2 separate regions of the Callithrix jacchus genome follow, and region 2 is linked to region 1. A link is a contact called in public Hi-C data. All regions are on one chromosome and are shown on one strand. The core of a region is the stretch at or near the end of the contact, and the rest is flanking DNA. Distances in the headings are between cores, read along the strand shown.

Region 1 (6,542 bases), core at 392-2,891:
TCCACTGTTCAACCTGGATCTTTGTATTTCTCCTGAGAAAAGTTATATTTTCTAGATATTCATCTTCTGGATATGGCCTCTTCACAGGACCAATATGAGTCACTATATAAATTGTATATATATACACATACATATTTATAAATTATCTAAATAAACGTTAAAAATATATTTATAAGTCTGGCCCTTTGAGCTTTGTCCTGAAATAGGATTTTTTTTTTTTAGGGGCCTGACTGTGTTTATTTATTTAGCCAATGAATATGTTTCCAATAAAGGTGAGACTGACTTTTCCCCTAAGGGGTTTGGTTTACCAGAAAAATGAAACTAAGTTCAGGCGAGGGGTAGAGTACAGGCCAGAATTTTGTACTTCAAAGAGTGTAAGAGGACTTTCGGTTTTGAAAGCTAGAACTGAACTCCAGAATAATAAACTGGAGATAACTGTACACATCTCTGTTTGGACAAAACGCTGTTAGCAGACAGAATCAGGAAAAGCTGGCCTTCCTACACATTGGAGCTTTCCAGTAGAGAAAGGGGAAGAGAAAAGAGCATAGCTATAAAATCCTGTGAGAAATTCCAACAAACACCAGGGGAAAAGATACACTTCCTTGGGTAATATTACTGAACTCAGACTCACGTTTGATTCAGAATGAATGAATTTTCTTTTCTAATAAATTAAATCATGATCATGACATTTTTCATGAATTTAAAAAATGTGTTAAACAGTATCAGATATCTAGGACACAACGAGGCAAACACTAAATCTGCATTCCTTGCCGTTTCCTTGGTTTTGTGCTCAGCAAACTGGTCTCTTACAGAGCTTTCATGCTAGACTCAAATCTAAGCATTTATTATAAGGACTTTTTCATAATGCTATGAAAAGGAAATTAAATGTTTCTCTTTTCTCCAACTCAGTCTCCAAGGCAGGAAGAACTTTTAAGGCGACGCGTTAGTTTAAGGAGAATCATTAACCATCAGGATTCTGTAAGCGGGCTAAAGGCAGGCTCTTTGTCTCTAACTTCTGATCACTGGCGCCCTCCTCGGGAAGAAAAACGACAGGTTTCCTCCACCAACACGCTGCTCCCTGTTCCTGGTTCTCATAAATGTGAAAAAGAGCTTTGGAAGTTAGTGGCGACGATAGAGGGGATTGCTAAAAAAAGGGCCCTTCTTCCCATCAAAAACACTTTGGACGTATCTACTGATGTCTTTGGGTGCGTCCCCCAAATCCATAGCGACACATCTTTTCTGGAAAATCTAATCTTTTGGTTAGCAAAGGCATGGGGGAGCGACACAGTGGCACAAGGAGAGGGGAGACAGAAGCTGGCTTTTGCACCCGCAGCTCAGGGCCCCAGACGTATCTGGGGTGCCCACCAGCAGGGGCAGCTCTCCGGGCCCCTCTTCCGCAGCCCAGACCCGGGACAGGAAATGGGGGAGCGGGACAGACCCGGAAGGCGCGCGCTCGGTACCCGCAAGGCGGCGGCCTCTCGCTGGCGGCTCCGCGGCAAGGTCCGGGTGAAGGGGGCGTGGGAGTCCGCGTTGCCGCCGCCCCAGCACAGCAGCCCCAGCAGCCACGGCAACGCCCGCAGCTCCATCGCGGCGCCAGGCTCCTCCGCCACCCGGGCGGCCTGTTTTCTCTTTCGGTTCCTCGGCTCCTCCCCTCCCGGACTCGATGGGCGGAAGAAGCTGTCGCGTGGAGTGCAGGATGCGGGGATTGACCCCTGTGTTAGGTCCCAGGTGCTCTGTGCCTGAAAATCCGGTCAGCTGGAGACTATGAAACTTCTCTCTGGGGCTAGTGTTTTGGATTTTTTTTCCTTGTTTTTGGAAGAGTCAGGCACTTGCTTTCGAGGTTTCACCTCTCTCTGTCTATTAGAAAAAAGAACCCTGAGAGGCATTCTTTTTTTTGTGTGTGGTGAGATCAGGGCTCACTGCAGCCTCGACCTCCCAGGTTCAAGTGATCATCCTGCCTCAGCCTCTAGAATAGCTGGAACTACAGGCACATGCCATCACGCCAGGCTATTTTTGTATTTTTAGTAGAGATGGGATCTTACCATATTGCCCAGGCCAGTCTTGAAATCCTGGCCTCAAGTGATCTGCCCGCCTTGGCCTCCCAAAGTGTTGGGATTACAGGTGTAAGCCACCTGGCCTGCCTTGTGAGCCTCCGAAACCTGCCATGTTCCTTCTCCCCACGCTCCCTAAGTTCAAGACCTGCTTCTGAAATGATGTGGGCCAATACATAGAGGCATACATTCAGCAGATGTTTATAAATACGTAACAAAATTGTACAGTTGTGAAAAGCATAGACAATTTTTGGATCTATTACGGCAGTTTCAAAATTCTTGAAGCCTGTTTCTCCATTTGCAAAGGAAGATAGAGCCAGCTACATGATTTGCAGGGCCCCATGTAAACTGAAAATGAAGTTCCTGTGTTCATAAATTGTTAAGAATTTCAAGACGGCAACAGCAGAGCATTAACCCAAGCTATGGGCCTTCTAAGCACCCACTTCTGCACAGGTCACACACTCATGAAGCTGGCTCTACTGAGCCTTTCTATTATAATCTATTGTGAACAAGGCTTCCATGTCTCTGAAATTCCTATCACTACCCTCCTAGATTTTTAGATTTATCAGATTTATGTCTTTAGTTTTTAACCTAGATGCAGTGAGGTACAATATTCTCTGATGCAAAATTGGTAATAAAATAAAAAGAATGTTCTGGTTATTAAGAGGAAAGACATCAGAGGTTTCTTTGTTTTGTTTGTTTGACAGAGTCTGGCTCTTTTGCCAGGCTGGAGTGCAGTGGCCTTATCACGGCTCACTGCAACTTCCATTTTCCGGTTTCAAGCAATTCTCCTGCCTCAGCCTCCCGCGTAGCTGGGACTACAGGCACCCACCACCATGCCAGGCTAATTTTTTTTTTTTTTTTTTTTTGTATTTTTAGTAGAGACCGGATTTCACCATGTTGGCCAGGATGGTCTCCATCTCTTGACCTGGTGATCTGCCCCCCTTGGCCTCCCAAAGTGCTGGGATTACAGGCGTGAGCCACTGCGCGCTGAGGACATCAGAGTTTTTTTAGGTACATCCATGATGAGATATATTGCTCTTGAAAAGTATGGTGATACAGATTTTATTTAAATCATAGGTTTACAGAACAATGTTCATGTTAACCTCAGCAGTTCTTTTGCACTTAGCCCTTTCTTGTAACTCATACAAGCACATACTTCTTTTTTTAAACTGAGGTTTGATTTTGGATCATAGTTCCTATTTATTGACAACCTACTGAGTCAAGAAACTTAAATATAGGCAGTCATCCTTACTCTAGGAAAATTGGTATTGTAAGAATGCCACTCGAATTAAACTCAGTTCATGAACTCGCATCAAGTATTTATTGAGTACCTGCTAAGTGTCAGGCATTGTTCTAGGTAATGAGGGTATATCAAGCAAGTGCATAAGTGACCAAACAGGTGAAAATCCCCATCCTCATGAAGCTGGTATTTCAGTTGATTTACATCAACAAATATTTATTGAGTGTATAAAGTGCATAAGTGTCTCAAGATATGAAAATCTCCACCCTAATGGAGGTGGTATTTCAGTGAGGGGAGAGAGACGCAATAACATTACTACAGGTTGGCCTGGCGGGGTGGCTCCCTGCAATGCCAGGACTTTGGGAGGCTGAGGCAGGCGGAACATGAGGTCAAAAGGACGGATCACAAAGTCAAGAGGGCGGATCATGAGGTCAAGAGATTGCGACCACACTGCTCAACATGGTGAAACCCTGTCTCTACTAAAAATAAATACAAAATGAGCTGGATGCGGTGGTGTGTGCCTGTAGTCCCAGCTACCCTGGAGGCTGAGCCAGGAGAATTCCTTGAACCTGGGAGGTGGAGGTTGCAGTGAGCCGAGATTGTGCCACTGCACTCCAGCCTGGCAACAGAGTGAGACTTCATCTAAAAAAAAATAAATTACTACAGGTTGAGGATCCCTTATCCACAATGTCTGGGACTGGAAGTGTTTCATATTTCAGATTTCTTTCCCCCAGATTTTGGAATATTTGCCTATACATAATGAGATCTCTTGGGGATGATACCCAAGTCTAAACACGAAATTCATTTGAGTTTCATATACACCGTATGCACATATCCTGAAGGTAATTATGCTGACTATTTTAGATAATTTTATGCATGAAACAAAGTTTTGAATGCGTTTTGACTGTGACCGACCATGTGAAGTCAGGTGTGAAATTTTCTAGGTGTGGCATTATGTCAACATTCAAATAGTTTTAGATTTTGGAGCATTTTGGGTGTTTGGATTAGAGGTGCTCGACCTGTACATGTGTTAAAGGACAATACATCTACATAAGGAGAGTCATGAGTGTGAGGGGTAGTGTTGCTCTTTTAAGTAAGGTGTTCAATACTGTCCTCACTGAGGAGGAGGCTTTTGAGCAAACATTTGAAGGGGAAGAAAGTGAGCCACATGGATATTCAGATATCCAGGGAAGGAGAAGCTAAGACAGAAAGAATCGTCAACACTAAGGCTGTGAGATGGAAGTTTGCTTGGCACGTCCCAGAAACATAAAAGAAGTCACCATGGATGGAGGAAAGGGAAAAAAAAAGAGGGTGGGAGAGAGTAGAATATGAGATAAATAAGACGCACACAGATTGTGAAGAATTTTGGGTCAGTTAAAAGGGAGATCAGTTAAGTAGTAAAACAAAGTTTTTGAAAAGTGTCTTGAAAAGTGAAGGTGAAATTATCTGCTAATTCTTAGAATAAACACTATAAATTAATTACATGCACATGTGGAGATGTATTTTTTCATAAATCTGCAAAATAGCACGTGGAATTTCCCTTAACTCTTTATTACGTATCTACTGCCTCATAAAATACAACCCTCAAACTTAGCATCTTAAAAAAAACGATTTCTTTTGCCTGGGCGTGGTGGCTGACACCTGTAATCCCAGCCCTTTGGGAGGCTGAGGGGATTGAGACCAGCCTGACATGGTGAAAACCCATCTTTACTAAAAGTACCAAAATTAGCCAGGCGTGGTGGTGTGCGCCTGCAATCCCAGCTACTCAGGAGGTTGAGGCAGGAATATCACTTGAACCTGGGAGGCGGAGGTTGCAGTAAGCCGAGACTGCACCATTGCACTCCAGCCTGGGCAACAGAGCGAGACTCTGTCTCAAAAAAAATTTTTTTTTTCTTATTTAATACATTTTCTGTGGACCAGGCACCTGGGAGCAGCTTATCTGAGTGGTTCTGGCTCAGTGTCTCATGAGATCGCAGACAAGCTGATGGGTATCACTGCAGTCCTCTGAAGGTTTCCTAAGGTTAAAGGATTTGATTCCAAGCTCATGTGGCTGTTGGAAAGAGTCCTCAGTTCCTCTAGGCCTTTGGACAAAATCCTCAGAACCCTTATGAGAGGGCTAGGCTTTTCCAGACTGCTTTGTTTCTGCAGAATGAGTGACTAGAGAGACTGAGAGAGTGGACCAGGGAATGACTGTGGTGGGAGCAGCAGTGTCTTCTTATAACCTTACCTTGAAACATCATCCCTCTGCCATTGGTTACACAGAGCCAGTCTGGTACGATGGAGCTGACATGAGGTGGGGGGCCATCAGGTGCCATCTTAGAGGCCAGCTACCGCAACATCACATTGGACGCTCTCAGCCCAGTAACAAACACGGTCATTTCTTTGTGTGCAAAAATACTCCGGGACTATCCATTTTCACAAATGCCTCTCAACCTTTACGATACGAAAATCACTATGTACTGTTTTTATCCCGTTGTGAACTTTCTGGGATTTCTTCCGTTTTTAATCATACTATTTCATGTTTCAATGACTTTGCTACTAAGTTATTTTGTTTTTGTTTTCACTTTTTCAGAAAGATTCTCTCTCTTCCCCAGGTTGGAGTACAGTGGCGCAATCTCAGCTCACTGCAGCTTCAGCCTCCCAGGTAGCTGGGATTACAGGCATGCACCACCATGCTTCGCTAAGTTTTTGTATTTTAGTAGAGACAGGGTTTCACCATGTTGGCCAGGCTGCTCTCCAACCCCTGACCTCAGGTGATCCCCCTGCCTCGGCCTCCCAAAGTGCTAGGATTACGGGCGTGAGTTACTGCATCCAGCCTTGTTTTTATTTTTACTTGCTACACATTCATATGTTTATTATGACTTACCACTGTGTTAAGCCTTTTGCAAGTATCAACCTTAATTCCCCCTTGCAGAAGGTAGCATTATCATCGTATCTGTTTTATAGATGTGAAAACTGAGGCAGAAAAAAGTTAAGGACTAATTGCATGAGATACTGAAAATCTCATATAATCAGCTAGAGATTATTAAATAATTTGAAACATAAACTGAGAAAAATGCTAGGGTTTTTTTATCTGGAAAAATCTGGGGAAAATACTGGAATGAATACTAATTGTGTAAGACATTAGATCTTTAGTGAGGTTTTCACGATATGAAGAATTTTGCCTCCCTGCACAACCTCAGGACTGCAGGGTTTCAGACATTTAATGTACTGATGAGAAGAACCATGTCTATTGCCGTTAATCCTTA
Region 2 (6,544 bases), core at 3,698-6,197, 140 kb before region 1:
TTTTGCTCCTTTTAAAACTAAAGCATGAATTAAGCTGAATAACAACAAAAAAGTATCAATATTTATTTTTTTTTTATTTTTTTTATTTTTTAATTTTTATTGGATTTTAGGTTTTGGGGTACATGAGCAGAGCATGCAAGACAGTTGCGTAGGTACACACATGGCAGTGTGCTTTGCTTTTCTTCTCCCCTTCACCCACATTTGGCATTTCTCCCCAGGCTATACCTCCCCTCCTCCCCCTCCCACTGGCCCTCCCCTTTTCCCCCCAATAGACCCCAGTGTTTAGTACTCCCCTTTCTGTGTCCATGTGTTCTCATTTTTCATCACCCACCTATGAGTGAGAATATGTGGTGTTTCATTTTCTGTTCTTGTGTCAGTTTGCTGAGGATGATGTTCTCCAGATTCATCCATGTCCCTACAAATGACACAAACTCATCATTTCTGATTGCTGCATAATATTCCATGGGGTATATGTGCCACATTTTTCCAATCCAGTCTATTATCAATGGGCATTTGGGTTGATTCCAGGTCTTTGCTATTGTATCAATATTTTACCATCACTGACATCATTGAATAATACTGTTTCCATAATCGAAAAGCATCATTTTCCCAAGTGTAAGTTATTTATGCTGCCAAGTTCTACTGAAAACAAATATCAAATGTCACCAAAATATAAAATCCTCATCCATTCTGCTATATCAGATTGCAAGAGAAGAAAGGACCTGATTCACTTGGTGATTCATCTAAATCTGACTTCAGCAGTAAAATTAAATAATGACCATATTGGATTATAACCCATATTATTAAGAAAATTTCCTGAACTCATACTTATGTAAGCAAATGACTGAAATGATAAATAAATGAGGGAGAAAGTTCAACTTTTCCTTACAGAATGATTTCAATAAAAGTAATTATGGACAGATTAGTACTTGTGGCGAGGGAAAGAGAAAATTTGGAGAGTTGGAGTAATGGATCTAAGATGGAGTGAAATTAACCAATAGGTACCTAGAACTAAACTATTCTATATCTTTGTGAGATTCCCTTTACCATAAAAAGTGGTTTGTGTACTTAAAAACAGTTCTTTGTTACACCATCCTTGGTATAATAGAAAAGTTTCTTTTTCTCAAAGTATTCTCAGGGAATAACCCCATGCTTGTAGCATGCTTGTAGTTACAGTTTTTTCCCCTGTTTATATTTTTGTGTAAAAGATCACACAATATTGAGTCCTCCTCTTTTTCACTCAATATCATAGTTCAGCATTTTTCCATGTATTAAGAATTTTCATAGAGTAAATGTATAATGTTCACATAAAATTTCATCCTGTAGGTGGACCATGATTTTCTCAACCATTTTAGCACAGCCAGACATCGACACTCAGAAGCTGAGGATGGATTGGCTAGGGAGACAGAGCCCATTTTTCTTGCGAGTTTTAGTTGCCTGGGTGGTACAGCCCTAATACACAAAAGCAAGACATACGTGGTCATTCAGCACATATTAATTGAGCTCCCACAGTGTGCCAGACTCTGAGCTGACAGCATGAGTCAGATTGATGGAAAATAAAAAATGCTCCTTGCCTTCAGAGGGCTTACTTTCTAGCAGAGAGAGACAGAAAATACACCATAAATTTATAAGGTTGGTGGTAAAGCAATTGGTTTCTTGCCATTAAAAGTAATTTGCACCAATCTAATAACATAAAAGTAAATTAAGTGATAGAGGATGATGCATTCTATGTAGAAGAAATTAAGAATAGAGGAAGGGAGATCAGGAGTGCAGGAATGGGGCGAGGCTAATTGCAATTTGGAAATTGGGAGCTGGGGCTGGCCTCGATGAAGGATGAAGGTGATGACTGAGCAAACACTGGAATGCTGTGAGGTAGGTACTGCAACTACTCGAAAGAAAAGCAACTAAGGGAAAACCTGCCAATATTTGGGCTCGACTCTCAGCATGTCATTCATAGGTTATGGTGTTCTCATGGTCATTCTGGTTGAAGAAAGACCATTTGATATTCTAGAGATGATGCATGCAAACATTTAAAACCTTTGAAGAATAAAGTGCACCAAGGAGACTATTAATATGACTTTCAGGAGGATGATACCAAGAGTTTAGAATATGTTCCTTATCCAGCATGCCTATAAACCAAACCCCCTACAATTAAGTACATTAAAGAGCAAGCCAGATGAAGCGTCTAAAAAAATATATATATATATATATTTGGGCTCATGACAGGTTCCAGTCACTTGTGTTCCAGAAACCAAAAGAAGAGTGTACAAGGAGCATCCAAGCCTTTTAGTACCTGCTAGCTTAGTTTTAAGAAAGAAAATGTATGTCCCAGAGAAACTGGCAATTCACAGTTGTCCCTCAATCCAATGCAGATATTTGAAATACTCTACATGCATTGCTATTCTCAGCCATAAAACTTTTTTATGCCTTTTGCAGTTGTCTGCTCCCTGTCTCCTGGTAATGGTTTTTGATGACTATGAATTATTTCATCATATGGCTTATCCACAACTTTTTAATAATGCTTCTTTTGTTGGATATTTGGATTAATTCTAATTTTTCATTACTATAAGCAATGCTACAATGATATGCTTGCTTATATAAATTATTTTTAAAGAATATGAAAATACTAAGAACTGGCCAGATGTGATGGCTCATGCCTGTAATCCCAGCAGTTTACAAGGCTGAGGCAGGAGGATTGCTTGAGTCAACAGGTTCAAGGCTGCAGTGAGCTATGATCACACCCCTGCACTCCAGCCTAGGTGACAGAGACTCTCAAAAAACCAAAAGCTGTATTTACAGTTAACAAGTTGACAACACAGGAAAATGGACATACTCCTAAACTACTAATTTGTCTTTAACTGTGTGAAGGGTAATGCGGAAATACATGAAAAACACATTAAACATTATCAAGATATCCTTGAAATGTATTCTCTGAAAATAATATAAAATGGGCAAAACATTTTGTGATTAAGAGTGTTCATTGCAGTATGATTTGCAATATTAAAAAATGAAAACAAATTTAACATAAAGATTGTTGAATAAATTAGTGCTATATCAACATATATTTTGAATTATATGGAAAAATTATCATAGGTAGTACATTGTGTGTACAATATTGTATACGTGTAGTATATATATTTTTGGCATATTTGTATTTTTTGGTGTCTGGTGGTGTGATGTTTGTTTTTATAAACACTTTAAAATACACTTGTAATAGAGATATAAGTATTCTGTTAATGTACTCAGTATTTTTTGTTCTTTTAGTTCCATTTCTTTTGTAATGTTTATTATGGCTAAGCATTTACTAATGAATTGGTGTCCAGGGGGGATTTTTCTTCTTGTCTTGTAGACTTTTTGACCACCTTTGACCAAATAGAGTCATATATTCTGTATATTAGAGATATTTGTGCAGGTAGTTCTTTGTCCCCAGCATGCCCGGGTCACTAAGCTTGATTTTTTTCTACACTCGTCTGTATCATACCTATAAGACCATGCATCATACAACTGTCTAGGTGCAACCAATAGGTACCTAGAACTAAACAACTATTTGCACCAATATATTCTGTATATTAGAGATATTTGTGCAGGGAAAGACAGTTGTCTTTCCCTTCTCCAAGTCATGTTAATAGTGCGTGCTTACAGACACTTTAAGAGAATCAAGCACAAGACAACAATCACATGATTTCCAAAGTAGGGGTAGCTACTTGGTTTTCTTCCTCCCTCTCTTTTTATTCTCTCTCTCTTTTTTTTCTGCTATCTTTCCCTTGTTTGCTATACATTTTTATATCTCTATGTTATTTTAATCTAAATGTTGTAGTTTAAAATAACATATTCATCTGGGCGCTGCTTCTGTTCTATATAGCCTTGGCTAGAGTCACTCATTCAGCTATATTTAGCTGGCAACTGTCCAAGAAGACTTCAGCCATTTGTTAAATATCTCAATACTCCCCCATATGACCTTTTTAACTGTATGTGACCTAAACATGGCAGCTGGATCCAAGTATTTCAAAGGGACAAGTCCTTAAATGCAAGCTCTTAATGAGCCCCTACATTACATTTGACCCACTTGGTCAAAACCAATCACAATGCCAAGCACAATGTGTAAGAGAACTACTGAAGGGTATGAATACTGGGAGGTATGGTTCATTGGGCATCACCAATGTAAAAGTCTACAAAATAATATTTCTTACTAATGGACCCCAGAATGTGCCCAGCTCCCAATGTTGTGACATACATGTCTCTTCATGTTTTTATGTGAGAATTCCTGCAAGAATGGCTAAAGTCTTCTTGGACAGGTGCCAGCTAAATATATTTGAATGTGTGACTCTAGCCAAGGCTATATGGAACAGAAGCACCTTTCTGACCACCTCATGCAAGAAACTGCTGTAACTCTTTCTTAATTTGTGGTAGGGTGAAGGTCTTGGATAAGAATTCAAAAATTCCTATAATCTGTTCATTCTCTTTTGATCCGAAAGGACCTCTGATTACTCAATTTAATTCCCCTTCCAATTCTTCTAAGCTAATCTTCTTGCTGTTTTGCAAACAAACTATGCAAATACAAACCTGCTGCTGCCAGCATTTGCTTTCAAGCTTCCTTCTCTTTATTTATCCAAGTTCTAACGATCCAGTCTACAGGATTCAACTGTGTTGAGAGACTCAAAATCTTTGGTAATTATTTCTCTTTTCTCTAAACTATTTTTTACAATAAACAGTCTGAAAATAAATCATGTATTGCCTTTCGTTTTATTTTCTTTCTTCTTTGTAAAAAAATTTTTAATGTGAGGGCTTGTTTCCCAAGTAGAAAGAAACAAGGATATAGTACCTTTCTGTTGTAAGCAATTACCCTTTGAATAAAGTGCATAGCAGGATAAGGACATAACCTGAAGGTGGCTTTGACTTGTTGTTAATGACAGAGAGAGGAGACAGCCAAGGATGCCCCAGCGAAACCTCCGCCTTCAAGCCTAAAACAGCCTAAAGGCTGAAAAAGCGGACTGCTGGCCTGCGCATTTACGACTGATTCTTTTTGAATAATACCCACCTGCACACTGGGAAGATCGGCTGGAGCGGCGGGACGTTTCAGCGCCTTTTGCAGAGGGGAGGAGCCTGGCTTCTCTGGTTCCTGGGTAGTGTCCTGGATTCAGTCTGTGAGATGAGGGTCTGCTAACTGGAAACCCTCTCGCTTTGCTGAGAGTCTTTTTTCCTTTTAGCCCAATTAATTTCATTCTCCCTTCATCCTTCAAAGTGTCTGCGTATCTAACTTTTCCTGGTCTTGTGACAAGGACTCGGTTTTTTCTACATTAATAAAGGCAGAAACTCTGCCAGCGATTTAGAAAAACATATGACTTTATTCAAGACATCTTAGTGGTAACTAACAGAAACATGTATAACCGAATTGTATGCTGTGGTTTGTTAGCCTATGAATTTATAAATGTCATTTAAAATTGACATTTGAATCATTTGAGTTATTTTTAAAATTTACTTACAGTCTTCTTTCTGCAGGTATTTAATTAGTGCAGATGTATAACTCTGATGAAATAATAGATTTGCATAAAAGTTGCTGGACACTATTATAGGAGTCATTACTGAACCAGTTTTGAAAATTGTTGTGCAACTTTAGCAGTGTTTAATGTTTTCTCTTACTTGTCCTTTACTCCTACTTCCAACTCGGGTAAAATTTATCTCAGTTGATTCTAATGAAAATTTTAGATGCAAATCTCTTCTCATCTGACTTCTGTTCCTCCCATTTCCTCTCCTTTACTCTGATTTTGGAAATAGGCATTCCATTGAGACCCTTTTAATTCTTGCTAAATCTTGAGACTTAAGGAAACTTCCTATCACTTAAAATCTAAAGGTAATGTCTTACATGTCAACATTCACTCTTTCTTCAGATGAACAGTGAAGCTCTACTAGGCTTTCAGAATGTTAGTAATGGATGACTTAGTAAGATAAGCAACAAAGTAGATTCAATAGTCCTTACATTAGGCATCTTTTCTAAAGCTGGCCATTTATTTCTTGCTCACTACATACATTTATTTGCTTTCTGAATTATTTCAAATATTTGTTCTTTTGTCTGTTCATTATAAAAAAAAGTTCATAAACCTCTGAGGATCACTATTCATAGAAAAATAGTTAAAACACAACTCATTCACCAACACTTATCTGGAATCTATTCTTATTTAGAACACTCTTTCCCCAGTATCTGTGACATTTGCTGTGATTACTCTTCTTACGCCACAACAAAACAAGCAATGTAAGAAGCTGGTCAATATCTGTATTAGGTAGATTGGCCAATATCGACCTGAAAGTCGTGCAATATACCCTCCATCATGTCACAGGGGAAAGAGTGACTGTCCATTCATCCTAATGACTCTTCTGGCATCACAATTTCTGTGGCAGGTTTACTATCCTCTGAATCCAGTCAGAATTACACAGATACCTGGTAATCTTTCAGCTGCAGCTTCTTCCTACTTTTTCATGACTTCCTCTTCTCTAAGACATCTCCAATTCCATCCTCCCCTTCAATGCCTACTGAGCTCTTAAAACA

Evidence for each region. Hi-C and Micro-C count contacts between places; a contact is called where the count stands out from the background.
Region 2: a Hi-C map of induced pluripotent stem cells shows a contact between it and region 1, with 4 times the contacts expected there. The contact joins the enhancer-like site here to the promoter of CTSO in region 1. A contact is called at or near these places in 3 of 3 Hi-C or Micro-C datasets (induced pluripotent stem cells and skeletal muscle).

The regions. Positions count from the first base shown.
Region 1 is chr3:40,532,879-40,539,420 of calJac240_pri, reverse strand. It overlaps CTSO (cathepsin O), which reads right to left and starts at 1,641. Exons shown (of 8, transcript XM_008992551.4): 1 at 1,461-1,641. The coding sequence starts at 1,586.
Region 2 is chr3:40,679,419-40,685,962 of calJac240_pri, reverse strand. No RefSeq gene overlaps it. Among named protein-coding and RNA genes, the nearest start is that of ASIC5, 58 kb to the right of the region's middle. Within about 2 kb of position 4,947, at least 2 of the 16 cell types and tissues checked have an H3K27ac peak or open chromatin away from gene starts, as enhancers often do.